Regions from separate parts of the Rattus norvegicus genome. Here region 1 is linked to region 2. A link is a contact called in public Hi-C data. All regions are on one chromosome and are shown on one strand. The core of a region is the stretch at or near the end of the contact, and the rest is flanking DNA. Distances in the headings are between cores, read along the strand shown. Region 1 holds the start of Ldhd (lactate dehydrogenase D). Region 2 holds the start of Mlkl (mixed lineage kinase domain like pseudokinase).

Region 1 (3,762 bases), core at 1,149-3,648, 280 kb after region 2:
CGCAGGGCCAAAGCTGCATACCAAGCATTGTGCCGTGCAGCCCAAAGTTCATTGCGCTTTTCGGCCTCCTTGGCCCAGGAGAAGTGAGAGCCGCCATTATCCTGAGTGATTGCCTCTGGAATAAGCACAGAAAGGCTGATCCTCAGCCCTTCCCTGAACAGCCCAGACCTCACTGCCACCATGTCCCCGGCGGTGCACCTGTGCGCTGCAACTGTTCTGCCAGTGCCTGCTGGGAACCGTGGAACTCCAGGAAAAGTGTGGGGGCCACAGGGCAGTTAAGTTTGCTGTGTCTGTTGCAGGCATCCATCATGACTTCATCCAGGAACTCTGAAACCAGGGTGAGGACTGGTCAGGTGAGGCCCGGCCTTCTAAGGGGACCCTTTACTGTGGCACCCGCCCCTGGCTCACCGATGCGGGCCACAGGCACTGCAGCCTGGAGGATCTGAACTGTGCTATCCACAGCAGCTTGAACGCTGGGGAACGCACAGGTAGCAGCCACTGTGGCTTCGGGTGCAGGGTGCAGGCGCAGGGTGGCAGATGTAATGATGCCCAGAGTCCCCTCAGAGCCCACAAAGAGTCCTGTGAGATTGTAGCCAGCTGCACTCTTCCTGGGCCCGGAGACATATAAGGTAGGTGAGTGCCCAGGCCGTGTGAGTGACTACTGTCCAGAAGTCACTAAAGCTAGAAGACAGGTTCGGTCTGCTCTTCTGCAGCCCCGATTATGGTTTAATGGCCCAGAGAGGCCTTGCACAGGGAGAGCCAACTCCAGCACCCTCACTGGCCCTCCAGACAGAGTTCCGGGACCCTCCTGTCACTTAACTATCTGGGAGGCCCTGCAACTAGGTCAAGCAGTGCTCACCTCTAATGGCGGCCCTGCTCACCTCTAATGGCAGCCCTGCTCACCTCTAATGGCGGCCCTGCTCACCTATAATGGCGGCCCCGGCCTGCCGTGTGAAGCAGCCTGCCGTCAGGCAGCACCACCTCCAGGTTGATCACATTGTCACGCATGGTTCCATAGCGCACAGCATTGGTGCCCGAGGCCCCAGTGGCTGCCATGCCACACAGAGAAGCATCTGCACCTGGGTCTAGAGAATAAAAATGCTGGACAGGTTAACTGGGAAGGCCCTTCCTGGAGACTATTGGGGGAAAGATGGGGTCCTGTGAAATCCCTCAAACCACGCCCCCAAGCCCTCTGGGTACTCTGACAGAGTGGTTAGTCCAAGGCTTACCAACTGGAAACCAAAGGCCGCTGTTACGCAGGTGGGTATTGAGAGCTTTACGGGTGACGCCAGGCTCCACAACCACTGAGAAGTCTTCTGTGTTCAGCTCCATGATCTGGTCCATGTGAGTCAGGCTGATGCACACTCCACCCTGGCAGCAAGGGTGTCAAAAGAAACCCTGCCCAACCCTGGTCTCTAGGCCAGAAGCAGCCCCTAGAACCCTCATTTTATGGTGGAGGCCCCCAGTAGCCACATAACTCTGCAAATGGAGTATCATGTGTGATTTGACCAGAACCAGGACACCCCCACTATACCTGCACAGCACACACTCCCCCCTCAACACCGGTGCCTGTGCCAAATGGGATGATGGGAACACCTTGATTGTAGCACAGGCTTGCCAGTCGGCTGACCTGGTCCACATTCTGAGGCCACACCACAGCATCAGGAGGTCGACACCTAGAAGCAGGCGGGCCTCAGAGGTTTGCAAAGGTGTGGAAGTGTCTCACCCTCTCTTTCCAGGAACCTGGGATGGTTTAAGGATCTGAGGACAGGGAGTTGGGGATTTGGCTCAGCGGTAGAGCACTTGCCTAGCAAGCGCAAGGCCCTGGGTTCGGTCCCCAGCTCCGAAAAAAAGAAAAAAAAAAAAAAAAAAAAAAAAGGATCTGAGGACAGGGACCTCAGCAGGCCAGGGCAGAGAGCACTGCCCTGTCTCTGGAAGGAGAATGCTGGAACACTCCAAACAGGTGGCCAAAGACAGGGACAGTCCAGGACCCTCAGTCCCTTCTGATACCTGTGCATTGATTCATCATGCCCATGATGCTGTCTGACCGCAGAAGCAGTGGACACATGGGGGCTCCCTACAACTGCCTTCAGAGCCTCCACAAAGTCCTGGCTGAGTCCACCCTGCAGGGGAGAAACAGTGCAAGGGTCGTAGGAAAGACAGCAGAAGCCACAGACATGCCCTGTGGCGGGAGGAAAGAACGGGGGCTGGTCAGACTGCAGGATGACGTCACAGCCTCAAGAAGGTCTGGCCTGGCGCTCCACCCTCCCGGACCCCATCCACACATCGACTTATACCTGCGACCCCCTGGAGCAGTAGCCCCTCCAGGGAGAAAGCCTCTGGGTTGCCACCCGAAGGAGCATGGCCCTAACCAGCCCGCAGTTAAGGTGAGAGTAACTAGACGGGGAGGAAGCCTTGCCAGGCTAACTCCAGCTGTGCCCAATGGCTGCACTGGGTGGAGCCTGCTTAAGGTGGACCGGTTTAAGGTGGCCTCTGCAGATCTGGAAAACAAGGACCGCAGCTACTTCACGTCTTAAAAGTCAACTGCTTCCTGTAGCCCTTCAAACAAACATTTTGTATGGAGGCTTTAAAGTCCCACTGGGCCCTCGGACTTCTCTGTCTACTACGTACACTTCCTTCCAGCCTCCTCTTTGACCTCTAAGCTGCAGTTTTCCTTTCCATTCCAGAGCTCAGGCCATTGGCACATACACTGTGCCCTACGCCTGGAATCGGCTCCTGACTCCCTGTCAAGCAGGTTTTCCCTCTCCTTGCAAGCTCCAGCAGCGTGTCACAGAGTAGGCTGCCGCAGGCCTTTCCAGGACAAAAGGGGGTAGCAATAGTGCAGTACCCCCAGAAAGGCTTCCTTGCAGAGGAGTGCTGAGGAGAAGCAGTGAAGGAGAAGATTACTTCCAAGACCATTCTGGAGCAGGGTGGCTGCCATGCTGGTTTCTCGCAGCTCCCACAGCATTTCCGGAAGAGCCTTTGCTACCACCGTTGAGATAAGCTACCTACCGATGACGCTTTCTTCCTTTGAGTCAGGAGTTCAAACTCCTAATTTATTTAGTTTCTATTCATTTTTATTGTTTGTGTGCATGATGGAGGAACATACGTGCTACAGTGCACTCTTAGCGATCAGAAAACAACTTTGTGGAGTTGGTTCTCTCTGAATTCACCCAACCACTTTTGGATGAATATGTCAAAAGAGAAAACCATGCCAGACATTGTGGTATGCACCTATAGTTCCACACAGGAAGGCGGACTTAGGAGGATGATGAGTTGAGGCTAGCCTGGGCTATAAAAACAAAAGAAAAGACAAAATTACAAATTTAGTTACAGGGGATGGGTGTGGCGGTGGAGAGATAGCATCAGGATTGGAGCACTGATTGCTCTTCCAGAGGACCCAGGTTCAATTCCTAGCACCCACATGGTGGCTCGTAACCATCTGTAATTCAAATCCCAAGGGGGGGGGATCCAACACCCTCTTCCGGCGCTCTTCTGGCACCCACACACAGAGGCAAAACACTCATACACATAAAACAAAAGTAAATCTTTCTGGGTTGGGTTCCCAGCTCCGAAAAAAAGAAAAGAAAAAAAAAGTAAATCTTTAAAATAACAAATTTACTTATAGATCTAATTGTCTTTTAGTCTCTTCTTGGATTGGGGCACCCTCCAAGTCTACAAAATTGAACAAAAGCTCCCAGTGGACAGTAGGTTTTATAAAATGGGGGCAAAGAAAGAACAAGAGGGGAACTGATAGGTTGA
Region 2 (3,862 bases), core at 486-2,985:
AGCTCACAACTGCCTGTAACGTAAGACTCCAGGGGCTCTGAGCCTTATTCTGCTCTCCATAAGGACGCGTGCGCGTGCGCGCGCGCACACACACACACACACACACACACATGCACACGCGCCCCAAAGAAAGGAATAAATCCATTTACAGATCAGATTACAACATAGAGAAAACAACTCCTTGGAATCCCAGTCTGCCTTTAAAACATGAGTCAAAAAGTGAAACCAAGGGCTGGAGAGATGGCTCAGCGTTTAAGAGCACTGACTGTTCTAAAAAGAAGTCTTGAGTTCAATCTCCAGCAACCACATGGTGGCTCGCAACCATCTGTAATGGGATTTGATGTCCTCTTCTGGTGAGTCCGAGGATAGCAACAGTGTACTCATATACATAAAACAAATTAAACAAATCTTAAAAAAAAAAAAAAAAAAGTGAAACCAAGCATGTGAGTGATTAGTTTTCTTTGTCCATGGGATTCCCAGGCAAGGCATTAGTATCAGGATACTCTTTAAAGGCTGAGCCGTCTTTCTAGCCTGTCATGGTGCTCTTAAACAAAATCAATGGATCTCGGGCCCCAGCGATTCCCAGATGTTGAGCCCAAGCCGTCAAGGCTTGGATGTCTGAGAGCAAAGGAGAAAAATCTGGAAGTAGTACTAAATATATTAATTTACTCTTGCCCCGTTCCCCTCCAATTATAAAAAAATGTCAGAAATATCTGGGCGTAGTGGCACAACTTTAAACCCAGCACTTGGAAAGCAGAGACAAGCATCTCTGCGAATTCAAGTCCAGCTTGGACCATACAGTGAGTTCCAGGCCAGTCAGAGCTACACAGTGAGAGCCTATTTCCATAAACAAATGAATAGTCTAAAAAAAAAAGTCAGAGGCCCTTTAAAAAAATTACATTAGACTACTCATGAAATGGGCCCTAGAAAAGGAAAAGGGAATTCATATTAAGAACTGGAATCATGCTGGATGATGGTGGGGCACACCCTTAGTGTTAGTCCCAGCACTTGGCAGTCAAGAGGCAGGCGGATCTCTGAGTTCACGTTGGGTCTTGTCTACGGAACAAGATCCAAATTCCAGTGTAGACAGAGCCACACAGAGAAACCCTGTCCTGAATCCCTGCCCCCCCCTACCCGAACACACCCTCTCCCACCTCCCATCCCCATAATCATCTGTGCTGGAAACTGATTGTCTTACTGACTTCCCATCTACTCTAAGACTTGGGCACCTCTGGACGGGTCCCACTCTTTGCCTCTCCTCGAATCCCAGTCCTCGATCACCATCTTACTTGGGCAAAAGGTCAGCAGGGATCTCAGCAGCCGCACAGCCCAATAGAGTTAGGGAATCGAAACCAACTCACCCCGAGTTCCAGGAAGTCCTATCTGTGATTCCGTGATTCTCCTGCTTCCTCCTGCTGCGCTATGGCTCCCTGGAGTCTGAGGACTCAGCCCGGTTTTTCCGAGGGGCGCTGGTCTTGGTCTATCCTGCGCTCCGTTCCAGTGTTCCAGTAGGATCAGTCTCCCACTGGCCACTGTGATCTTCTTCCTCGCTGACAATGCACCCCAGACCAGGACAGGTCCCCGGTCTCCTGAGCCCCTTCCCTTGGTGCAGCCTTAATGCTCCCGCATCCCGGAGGAATTCTACACCGGCCACAGTTCTCGTGTAAAGTCAAATTTGGGTTAACACAGCAATGCCCCAGCCGAGCCCTCAAAACCAACAGCTGTTTCTTCTTCCGGAAGTGGCTGCCAGTTTGACACGCCTCCCCCCCCTCGGGGGGGGGGTTTCTACTCCTGCTGGAGGAGTGCCAGCTTCTCACACCCGCTTTCTGGACAGCTCCCAGTTGAAGTCTCCAGTTGTCTCTGGTCCTTCTCCAAATCCATTAAATAGCTACTCTGAGTCCTCCCAGGTCCTCTGCTTGGGGTCTTGGATTTGGGGATTGAGCAAATAAGGTTACAGGAAGCCCTGATAACCACTGTATGGGATAACCTGGAAGTTCAGCAAAATAAAAAAAATAAAAAAGCGAGGCTGAGACAGCTCAGTGAGCCTGCCGACTTGAGTCACCTTCTTCTCCTGAGGTGGAAGTAGAGAACTGAGTTCTCCAAGTTGTCTTCTGACCTCGACATGTGCACAGGCCCTGGCATGCAAACGCACGCACACACCACACCGGTAAATGCATTAAAATGGGGGTGACTCCTAGAAGTGCCAAGGCACTTCCTTTGGCCTCTTTGTGTCGAAAAATCCTGGGGCAGGAGATAGAACCTAGTGGAGGAAGTTCAAGGGAATGTGAGGTTACCCAAGTAGGGCTCAATTCCTTTTTTTTCCCTCTAAGTCATCTCCAAACTTTGTTATTTTTCAAGGTGAGTTTATTATTAAAGTCCGTTATATGCCCAGTTTGCCAGTATAAAAAAATACCGTTCACGAGCCAGGAGGTGGTGCACAATCCCAGCACTCGGGATCTCTGTGAGTTTGAGGCCAGCCTGGTCTACAAAGCCAGGACAGTCAGGGCTACACAGAGAAACTCTATCTCAAAAATAAAAAATAAAATAAAATAAGAAAAAGAAGGAAAGAAATGCTGTTGATTTTCTTGAGCTATATAGCTGGAAAGGATGGGGAGACATTTTACTTTGGGGCGACACAGTTGGGGGCTGCCTGGGGGGTTTAGTTTACCTGTTTTCTCATTTCCTTGCCCTTTCTCATTTGTTGTCTCCCCACAGACATTCACTCACTGTGTAGCCAAGGATGTTCTTGAACCATCAGCCCTCCAGCCTCCCCTCCTGGATCCTGGGATAACAGAAGTGCACCACTACACTCCTTTCCTGTGGTGCTGTGGATTGAATCCAGGGTTCTGTGTTTGTTAGGCACGCTCCCTATCACTAGGCTGTATACCAGCCCCCTCTTGGTTTTGTGACAAGGTCTCTTTAAGTTACCCGAGCAGGTCTTGAACTTTTGTGACCCCCCCCCCCACTTTCTTAGCCTCCCACATGGCTGGGATAATAGATTCAGGCCTCTAGGCCCACTTTGTAACTGTTTGCCACCATCGGTCGTCTTAGGTCTAGAGATTTATGTACATGGTTGTCTTAGTTGGGGTTTTACCGCTGTGAACAGACACCATGACCAAGACAACTCTTTTTTTTTTTTTTGTTCTTTTTTTTTTTTTTTTTCGGAGCTGGGGACCGAACCCAGGGCCTTGCGCTTCCTAGGCAAGCGCTCTACCACTGAGCTAAATCCCCAACCCCCCAAGACAACTCTTATATGGATGACATTTAATTGGGGTTGGCTTACAGGCTCAGAGGTTCAAGGCAGGAACATGGGCACATCCAGGCGGGCATGGTGCAGGAGGAGCTGAGAGTTCTACGTTTTCATCTGAAGGCAGATAGTGACTTCTAGGCAGCTAGGTCTAGGGTGTTATAGCCCACGCCCACTGTGACACACCTACTCCAACAAGGCCACATCTCCTAATGGTGCTACTCCCTGGCCCAAGCATATACAAACCATCACAGTGATGATATATTGTGAAGAGTAGCAAAGGCAGGGGGTGAGGGCAGGGGGAAGCTGATAAAGATGTGACCCCAGGCCCAGCGAGATGGCTCAGAAGGCAAAGGTGCATGCCTCTAAGCAGGAGGACCCGAGTTCACCTGGGACTCACAAAGTAGAAGGGGTGACAAAAGTCCTACAAATCGGGGTTGGGGATTTAGCTCAGTGGTAGAGTACTTGCCTAGGAAGCACAAGGCCCTGGGTTCGGTCCCCAGCTCCAAAAAAAAAAAAAAAAAAAAAAAAAAAAAAAAAAAGAAAAAGAAAAAGAAAAAGAAAAAAAAGTCCTACAAAGTGCTCTCTGACCACACTCTTGCCATTTGCACACAC

What was found. Hi-C and Micro-C count contacts between places; a contact is called where the count stands out from the background.
Region 1: a contact with region 2 is called in a Hi-C map of Schwann cells, with 7 times the contacts expected there. The contact joins the promoter of Ldhd here to the promoter of Mlkl in region 2. A contact is called at or near these places in 8 of 12 Hi-C or Micro-C datasets (the A7r5 cell line, the Rat2 cell line, Schwann cells and 4 more).

Annotation. Positions count from the first base shown.
Region 1 is chr19:56,495,297-56,499,058 of GRCr8, forward strand. It overlaps Ldhd (lactate dehydrogenase D), which reads right to left and starts at 2,399. Exons shown (of 11, transcript NM_001399130.1): 1 at 2,298-2,399; 2 at 2,011-2,123; 3 at 1,535-1,676; 4 at 1,230-1,371; 5 at 926-1,085; 6 at 409-608; 7 at 199-327; 8 at 1-115. The coding sequence starts at 2,363.
Region 2 is chr19:56,212,123-56,215,984 of GRCr8, forward strand. Mlkl (mixed lineage kinase domain like pseudokinase) reads right to left here and starts at 1,736. Exons shown (of 11, transcript NM_001401077.1): 1 at 1,362-1,736.